2 separate regions of the Zea mays genome follow, and region 1 is linked to region 2. Evidence: chromatin contacts called from public Hi-C data. All regions are on one chromosome and are shown on one strand. Each heading gives the region's core, a stretch centred on a gene start, on an enhancer-like site or on the middle of the called end of the contact. The rest is flanking DNA. Distances are from core to core; before and after follow the strand shown. Region 1 holds the start of LOC541635. Region 2 holds the start of LOC103645821 (ethylene-responsive transcription factor ERF003).

Region 1 (4,669 bases), core at 652-3,151, 220 kb after region 2:
AAAATCCATATGCTACTGGATACATCCAATTGTGCCCATCAACCCCTATTGCACAACATAGGTGACCATTCCACCTTCCATTGAGAGCTGTGGAGTCAACACTTAGGTATGGTCGGCACCCACCCTTGAAGCCAGAAATGCATGGACCGAGCGCACAAAAAAATCTACTAAAGAAAGGACGCCCCTCATCCATTTTGACATCAAGCTCAATGACACTATCTGGTGACTTTTGCATAACTGCTTCTCTCCAACGCCAAAGTAGCTGAAAGCTCTCTTCCCAACTTCCAAATAATTCCTTCAAAGCTTTCTCTTTCCCATGCCAAACTGTGTCATATGCAATTGTACAACCAAAAGTGTCCTGCAATGTAGTTTGAAGCTCCTTAGCACCCATATGAGGCTTCTTCATAAGCAAAGGAAGGGCACGTGCAGCAACCCAAGCTCCGGTAGGTGTAGTCGTCTTACGTCTACCACTTGATGTACAAGTATGTTTGTCATTCAAGACAATTACCTGAAACATTGGTTAAATTGTCAAATACCTATATTCTTAGAATTGTACATGTTAAATGAAATAACTATAATCTCAGCTTACTTGAATTGTAGGAGAACCTTTCGTCTCCGGTCTAGCATGAATGCTCCAAGGGCAATCAGGCCCTTTACAATACCCTCTAAATCTAGTCTTATTTGTTGCCTCAATTCCAAGCTCAAACTCTTTATTTATGGCGTATTGCCTAATTGCGAGTCTGAATTGCTGCATTGTTGCATACAAGCTGCCAGGCTCCATGACTGGATTGTTCATATCATATATCGTCCTAGTCTCATCGAGGACTGCATCAGAGCACGGAATGCCTTCTCCCAATTCATCTTCACAGGGAATGTTATTTCCAAAACGGGAAGCACTTGAATCATCTTCCCTTCTATCATCTTGAGAATGCAGTCCAAGCTGATAATATAGACCTTGTTCACTAGTTACATCATTTCTTCCTTCTTCGTTGTTGGTTTCTTCTAACATTATTGAATCCCAATCAATTTCATGAATTCCATGGGCACTCGCCTATTCACCAGAAACAGTTGTTATGTAATATGTAACTACTAACTTGCATACAATTAATTCAAACTACTGACCACTGTAGGCTGTGTCCCAATACAAGACAATGTCCACTCGTCTTCTTGGACAGTGTATGCAGTGGTTTCGTCGATGGTGGGAACTGCCTCTTGGTTGGGAGTATTATTCATAGTACACTGCACATAAAATGGTGCTCACTGGCTGGTAACCTGTAGTATTGTTTACTAAGCTAATTGGAACAGCGAAAAGGAAAGGAACAAAGCAAAGGAATTTCTTACCTGAGCCGGCGGCGTTGGGGGACTTCAGCGCAATGGACCACGGGTGCAGGAATCCGGCGACGCAGGGAAGGGCGAGCTCCGGAGAAGGACAGGGCCCAGTGCGCGGAGACAAAGACAGCAGCTCCAGGAACACGACGGCTAGGGCGAGCAGAGTTGGGGCGAGGAAGACGACGGCCAGGGCACAGAGAGAATGGAATACAGGACCTTCACGGGGAGATCTCCTTCACGGGCGAGAGAGGTAGAAGAGGAAGACGGCGGCAAGTTTCTAACGGCGCGAGGGCAGCACGGGCACTGCACGAGTACTAAACACCATTAAGCGCGCGCGATGCCAAATTTACAATTGGAGGGAGATTCCAGTGCCACCCGTTCAATTGTCACGACGGCGGTGCCAAAAGTTTGAAGCCCGCCGTAGACAGTGTCATGTTTGCAAAATTCTCCCCTCCCCCAGGCCCCAACTCGCAAGTCGCCTGCCAGCCCGGTTAGCAAGGAAGCACGCAGGATATTTGGTGCGCGCGGGCGGTGTGAGCGGTGAGCCTGCAAAAGCCAGCAGCAGCGAGCGTCGGTAGGGGAGCCCGGGCAGCGGAGCACACTTGCCCTCTCCACCTGGAACCCCGAGCAGGCTCCGCCGGCCACGGCCGGTGCCGCGACGACTCGGCACGCGCTAGCTAGCTAGCTGTTCCTCTTCCCGAGGGCCCCACCACTACCACCATCCTGCCGCCCGGCCTCGTGTGGCGGATGATGATTCCTAGGGAGCCGTGGCGGCCGGAGCACCCTTCCAACTCCTGATCCCGAGCTGACCCCCGCCATCGCAGCGGCGGCTCTGCCGCAGCGTCTGTGTCCAGGTGAGGTTGGTGCCCCACGGATTTGGAGGTGAGTTCTAGGATTTTCGGATTTGGTAGATGCGTGGTTAGTTGCTGCTGGATTGGGTAGGTTCAGTCGTGGATCTGGGAGTTCGATTTAGCTGCATTCCTTAACTGTTAAGTAAGTAGCTTTGAAAATCCGCTACACTTGATTGAAGTAAGTAGATTAGAGGAGCAGCAAGCTGGACACTGGAGTAGGAATTTGAGCCTCGTTTGCTTAGATGAAACCAAACTTAGTCCGTCTTGTTGCTGCAAATTCCCGTCTTTCGATCTATAATATCGCTCACGGCAACTGCTATTTTCCCCGCCTGTGGTCGTTGTCGTAGACTTATGATGATGGAGACCCCTCAAATCGAGATGGGCGGTTTCAAGGTCAACAGCCCGCAAGTGCCCAACGGCGTGTTGCGGCCCACCGTGTCTTCCTCCTGGAACTCGCGAGGGACGGTCGAGAGGGCGCTCAAGAGCATCAGGATCGTCATTTTCACTTCCAAGCTCAACTTGCTCATGCCGTTCGGGCCTGCGTCCATCATTCTCCACTTCACGACTAGGAGGCATGTAAGTGCTGATCATGGGACTTGAACTCTGCTGCCGACCTGCCGTGCTATTGGATTGGTCAGTGGATGGTTGTAGGGCAGTAGGGATTTACTGTGTGCCATCCTTTTGTTTCAGTTTGCAATAAAAACCAACACCAAATAACATGTATACATAAAGAATTTAGGGAGTAGCCAATATGTCACAATAGTGGAACTCCCCAACAACATGGCTAGTTTAGTTGTTCTGGTTATATGTGGTACTTGTACATGTCTCATCATCACTAGGAAACCTTCGTCAGCTGAGTTCATCGAGTGCTATTGGTGAACACCCCACCCCACCCAATTATTGTTAAATTAATGCTGACATGGTTCATACGACATTAAAATTGCAGGGATTGATTTTCCTTTTCAGCATGCTAGGAATAACACCTTTAGCTGAGCGTTTAGGATATGCAACTGAGTAAGCTGCTAAACTTTCTACCTGTTTTTTTCCTGCTCTATTGAGCTTTGATGCCAATGGTTGTTGTACAGGCAGCTTGCAATATACACTGGTCCAACAGGTATGCCTCTTTCTCTTTATGGCTAATAGCCAATTTGAAATAATACTAGATGAGGGTCCTCGAATGGCGACTGATTTCAACTTTCCTGAACTGCAGTTGGTGGCCTTCTGAATGCTACATTTGGAAATGCAACCGAAATGATCATTGCAGTATATGCTTTGAAAAATGGAATGATCCGAGTAGTGCAGCAGTCACTATTGGGTTCCATATTGTCAAATATGCTGTTGGTTATGGGTTGTGCTTTCTTTGCTGGTGGTGTTGTTCACCGCAACAAAGACCAAATCTTCAGTAAGGTGATGTTTGTGTGACTGTTTTTCTCTTCTTCAGTAACATGACATTTTGATATTGAGATTAATATTCAATCACTGCAGGCAACTGCAGTTGTCAACTCAGGTTTACTGTTGATGGCTGTCATGGGATTGATGTTTCCTGCCGTTCTTCATTTCACTCATTCAGAAGTGCGTCAAGGGGCATCAGAGGTTGCACTTTCAAGGTTCAGTAGTTGTATTATGCTTGTGGCGTATGCCAGCTATCTCTATTTCCAATTAAGTGGACGGAGCAACATTTACAGTCCAATAGGCAGTGTAAGTTTGATGCCTCATCTTATTTCTTCCTCGCTGGTGATAAGGACCATAACTGTGATGCTATAATTTCTATTGTCAGTATGGCTAGTTTAGTCTACTTTAGTCCAAGTGTAGTGTACATATATTGGAACTTTCAGAATGCCATGTGACAAACAACAATCTTGTGATAAAGAGTTTCTTGCAATATTGCATTAATTTAGTATAGAATGGTGCAATACATCAATACATGTTTTCACCATATTCAGAAATATTATAGGAAGAGGCGCCTATTGAGGATATTGCAGAGGAAGATGAAGAAGCTGAGATTGGCATGTGGGAGGCAGTAACATGGCTTGCGGTTTTAACACTCTGGGTGTCTTTTCTTTCTGAGTACCTAGTTAACGCCATTGAGGTATTCTTCTTCTCCAATTCAACAAGAAAGAATAAAAAGTCAGCTTTTATTCATCTGTAGCAAGTGGAACTTGTTAAAGGTAGCTTCCTACAGTTGACAGACATTATATTTTGGTGATACTGAAGCACTGCCAGGGAAATTATTCATGTTAAATTTGGAAATGGTTACATGCAGCTATCTGTAGGACAAATTTAATTACTTACTAGTCACTACTATTACCATGATGTACAATTGTACATTGGTAGTATTACAGAGATCATCTGATACCTCTGCAATGATGTAACTGGTCACTGTTTTGATCTATTGCTGTTAGGGAGCATCTGATTCATTGAACCTACCGGTGGCTTTTATCAGTGTTATTTTGCTTCCTATTGTGGGCAATGCAGCTGAACATGCAAGT
Region 2 (4,962 bases), core at 1,043-3,542:
AGCGCACGGACGCACGGGCCGCGAAACTTGAGAGGCAGAGGAGAGAAAACCGGGCACCGGGCGCTGCTACGTGCCGTGCGCGGCTGCTACCGCAAGGCGCAAGGCCGCCGGGCGCCCGGCCAAGTCGTCGTCGGCGTTGCGGCGGGCGACGTTTCAATGATTGGTCGCTGCTCGTGGATCCGCTGATGCTGTCCCTGGCGACTGCCGTGGAGACTCGCGGTCGATGCCGGCGACTTCTCCCGCGCTCGTGGGGCGAAATTTCCCAAATGCGTCGCCGAGACGCCTCTGCGCCCTGCCGGGTGCTGCTGTCTGCTGTCTCTGCTGCACCGTCGTGTCGTGTGTCGGGACACGGATCGGCAGCTCGTTTTCGATTCACAATCATTGCCGTGCCCATCCGTGCAAACTGTCGTCGCCGTTGACTGACCGACCGGCCGGCCGCCGACCCCATCTGAGTGGCTGCCTGACTGACTGACTGCTCTGCACCTGCACGGTGCAAAAGCAGCGCAAGCCTATTTTGACCACCACACCACGCGACCTGACAGATGAGGAATTGCTACACTGGCGAAATTTCAAAACCAAAGCCCACGTTCTCAACATTTGCTGGGTTGGGCCACCAGCACGCTTGTTGTACCTTCACGACCCCAGTTCTTCTCGGGTAACATGGGCCGCATGTATCCCATTAGTTAGGCTTAGCTGAGTAGCAGGCCTTCTTGGCCCGTTGGACCGTTGATGCAGAATGCAAGCAATAGCGTATACGAGAGAGAGAGACAATCTCAAATCACACTCCTAATAGCGGACAAACCACACTCCTAATCCGGCTTTGATGGCGGTTTCACGGCAATATAAAGAGACAATCTCAAAGACCCATCTGAGCTAGCGTGTGTGTGAAAACAGCGTGCAACTTTGGATGTAATCTGAAAACGCCCCCACGGCTGCTACACTCGATAAGAAAAGGGAAACAATGATTGTTAGGTTCTTTTGCTTATCTCTTCTAGTAACCTCGTACTGCCTGAGTGTGTGCTTACCTCAGCTACGTGTACTCGACTAGTAACCAGCCGTCGTAGGTGAGACGATGCATCCTGTGCATGGCAATGATAGATTAACTTATTCTGTTTCACGAATGATTTTTTTTTCCAACAAAAATGTGCGGAGATGCATGGTAAAGTACTGTATCTGTCAAAGTGTAAACATCTCATCGGGCATCCTAGTCAGTTCGTTCAAACTTAAGTAAAAGACAGGCCATGCAAAGGTCAGGGCAGAATGAACACCGTCGGCAAGCGACCTTTGAAAGATCTGACGAGAAATGAAATGACAGCACCGGCAGCCAGTCTCACGTTCAGTCCATCGAATCCCAGTAGAACGAACGAGGTGTGAGGCACGGGCATCAGCCATCAGCTAGCCTGACGCATGACTGCGTCCATGTCCACACCTGGACAAATGTACGTTCGCAAATGGGTGCGTCTGACCGTGCCTGCAACTGCTAGCTAGCACGCACGAGCTGAGGGTACATCTCGATCTCCCAGTCCCATGTGTACGGTGCTTTGCTCGCCAGAGCGTACGGCACGCTAGCTACACCTCCTCCCACTCCGGGGACGTCCGGCCGTACGTGCACATTGATCGATCGGGCATATATGTCCGGCCGGGCGGACGGACGGCGATCCGGCCGCGCCTTTGTCCGCGACCGCGCGCGTTTGTGCGGCGAGCAAAGTCCGTTCACTGCACCTGCTGCGCCGTTCCGCGCGACGACGACGACGACGGCGCCGTGGTGGCGACCGGCGGAGCGGCCGCCCCGACACAGCCCGGCCATGCGGCGCGGGCATGGAGACCGCGGCGTGGCCCACGTCGCCATTCGCCAACACGTTCCCGTGCCGTGCGTCGCCGGCGGTCTCTACTCCAGCGCAGCAGGCGGCGGCCACTCAGTCCCAGTCCCAGTCCCACCAGGGAGATTAGAGTGGACGGCTGGAGGACGCAAGGACGGCTGCGCCCCGCGCGGCGCCCGGGGCCGGTTCGTCGCCGTGTCGACATGCGTGGCAGCACCGTCGTCCGATCGCGGATCGTGGCACGACACCTATGGTGACGTGCATGCATGCTGCTTATCGATCGACTTATCGTCGCGCGTCGGGTTTTGTGTCGCCTCTTGCTTGCTCAGTGAGAGTGGGCCGTAGTGGTGGCAGATGGGTGCAGGATTTTTTTTTTGAACTGGGTCAATGAAATTTCGATCATTGGAAACATATAATAGAGTTCATAAATGCAAATGATAGTACAGCTAGTTTTTTTATTAAAAAAAGGAATACACAATTTTGAATTCAAAACAGCGTAACAATATCATGAATTCATGATATCGTATATACCTAATACCTAAAAGAGATTTAAAGAAAGGGACAAAGGGCTAGAAGCACGCTGATCCTAAGTGTTGTCTATCGAACGGCACACGAAAGATTTATAAATGTTTAGGACGCAATGACCGTCTAGCTAGCTCTTCTCTTCCGTCTTCCCTTTTGCTCATGGTAAAAGTTGTAGACTAACTGGCCCTAGATCACCACTAGCTATTTCATGAATAATCAAGAGCGAACAATAATCGATCCGAGCCGAATCTGAATTCAACTATGATCCGCAGTTATCCGACCCCACCTCTGCGTCTCGCCGAAGCCGGCCTGTACTTGTGGTTCTGCCGTCGTCCCTGGGCCACTCGCCGTTCAGGTGTTCCGGCGACTTGGCAAGTGTACGTCACAGTGACCGGCGCAAAGGCAAAGCTCGCTCTGACCTTGCTCCATGTATCTGCAGGGACGAGCTAGCGTGTGCAGTCGTCGTACGTCGCCACCCTGTGTTAATTTGTACATTTGCCGTGGATGATCAATGCCAAATGGGTGGTACTACTAATAAGCTAGTAAAGCGTATCTCGCGAGCTGTGAGCATCCATGCATCTCCAACAGGGCCTGCGTATGATACGTACTACATCTACTAGCTGTGTTGATCATGGTCTCTCATCTATCTATATGATATGGCTAAGCTGCAGTAGAAGCAGTAGCTAGCATCTATATATCGATGTATCTCTTGCATTGCATAGAGTGTATACTCGCAGGCCACCCTTGGGCTTGGGCGCAGTATATAAGCTAGCAGCCGGCACCTGAAGCATCTCAAGTCCACGCACCACCGAACAGACAGAGACCGCGGAGCAGAGTGGCCGCCCATCGCCATGCCGAAGCTGCAGAGGTTCAGAGGAGTGAGGCAGAGGCACTGGGGCTCCTGGGTCTCCGAGATCCGACACCCACTCCTGTAAAGTTCTCTGGTCACTCATGCCATGTCAATAATGCATGTTCAGAGACGCGTGCGTCTGATGAGCTGTGAGCGCCTGTGCAGGAAGACGAGGATCTGGCTGGGCACGTACGAGACGGCGGAGGACGCGGCGCGGGCGTACGACGAGGCGGCGCGCCTGATCAGCGGCCCCGCGGCGCGCACCAACTTCCCCCTTACCGGCGGCGGCGGCGGGGGCACGCTCTCCCCGACGCTGCGCGCGAAGCTGGAGAAATGCTGCTGCACGGCGCTGGCGCAGGAGGCGCAGCACGGCGCGGACGTGCCGCGGACGGGTGCGGGTCGGGGCGACGACGGCAGTAGCCGCCGCGATCGCCGGCGGGACGGCGACGAGGAGGATGAGGAGGCCGGCGTGAAAGTCGAGCCCGACGCCGACGCCGACGGCGAGGAGTACATCGAGGAGATGATCAGGGAGCTCACCTACTACGGCCCTGTCGAGATACAGCACCACCCGTCGGCCGCCGGCGGCGGCGGCGCCTGCTCGAGCTCGGCGATCGGGTGACTGACGAGCTGCCTATAGATTGCTTAGCCGGCTGTGCAGTGCAGTCGACGTCGTTGTACAGCGTTTGTTTCGCTAGGCATGCAGGCACATTTAGCCTGGGGCCCGCCCGACCCGGAGGGATGATGGGCCCTTTCCTGTTCCTGTTCCTGGGCTGGGGATTCGGGGTTGAGCGAGAGCCAGAGCGGGAAGGGGACCAAAGGATCTTTCGGGATAAGGGCTCCTGATTTGGTTCGTTGATGTGAGGCTTGTTCTGACACTTGTCGTTTACCTCATTTGGTATCGCAGCTGAAGCTTCTTTATCTCTCCCTTTCCCATCGCAAATGGTTTCCCTCTCGACCACAAAGATGCACAGCACTATGATCACCGGCAGCTGCTGCACAGTGCTTGGTTGCTCGTACGAACAGAACAGTCAAGGCGGGGGCAGTTAAGGGGACGTCACGAACGAACCTCCAGGAGCGATCCGTTTCGCCGTATCCTGTTTGGCCCATGCAAGAACAGCCTGTGTTGTGCATGCGAAGACGAGCCCCGCCGCCCCATCCTATGAATCAACAGAGCATGCGTCCAGTCAGTGGTCACGTATCTTAAACCATGCAGTGGTGGCGCGATGCGACAGCCTGCACTGCTTCAAGCACAGAAAAAGAAAAAAAAAATTGTCAGCGTATTGTCGTTAAAAAAAGAAAAAGGAAAAAAAAAGGAAGCAGCTCATGCATGCGAGCACGCACAACACAGAAAGGCCCATAGCTCAGTACAAAACAAGGGTTACATGAGTACATCGCCTGAAACACCAGCGTCCATCATCATACAGAGAGAGAGAGAGAGAGAGAGAGAGAGAGAGAGAGAGAGAGAGAGAGAGAGAGAGAGAGAGAGGAGCAGCTCTCGCTGGATTTACTACCTGGTCGCTACAACACAGTCTGCTTGCAACCTGCAATACAACCAACAGTCTCTTTCCGACTGCGCAAACTACACACAGGACCTAACCAAATCCTGACACCGAAACCCAAATCAAGCAGCTACTGGTCCTGAACGACCAACTCTAACCAGTACGCGTGGTCACTGTAAGGCCTACGACTCCTACGATAATACAACATGGATACAGTTTGATGCACACTACGCATCTCGTACGTGGAAACGGCCAGTCATTGCTATAG

The links. A called contact is a pair of places that touch in the nucleus more often than the background predicts.
Region 1: a contact with region 2 is called in a Hi-C map of root tip, with 2.3 times the contacts expected there. The contact joins the promoter of LOC541635 here to the promoter of LOC103645821 in region 2. A contact is called at or near these places in 7 of 25 Hi-C or Micro-C datasets (ear, leaf, leaf mesophyll and 2 more).

Annotation. Positions count from the first base shown.
Region 1 is chr2:4,808,110-4,812,778 of Zm-B73-REFERENCE-NAM-5.0, forward strand. LOC541635 reads left to right here and starts at 1,902. Exons shown (of 12, transcript NM_001111390.2): 1 at 1,902-2,183; 2 at 2,528-2,756; 3 at 3,127-3,194; 4 at 3,266-3,294; 5 at 3,391-3,587; 6 at 3,666-3,878; 7 at 4,135-4,269; 8 at 4,583-4,669. The coding sequence starts at 2,532.
Region 2 is chr2:4,583,977-4,588,938 of Zm-B73-REFERENCE-NAM-5.0, forward strand. It overlaps LOC103645821 (ethylene-responsive transcription factor ERF003), which reads left to right and starts at 2,293. Exons shown (of 2, transcript XM_020548020.2): 1 at 2,293-3,276; 2 at 3,361-4,051. The coding sequence starts at 3,197. The coding sequence ends at 3,814. It also overlaps a transcript of LOC100191866 not described here.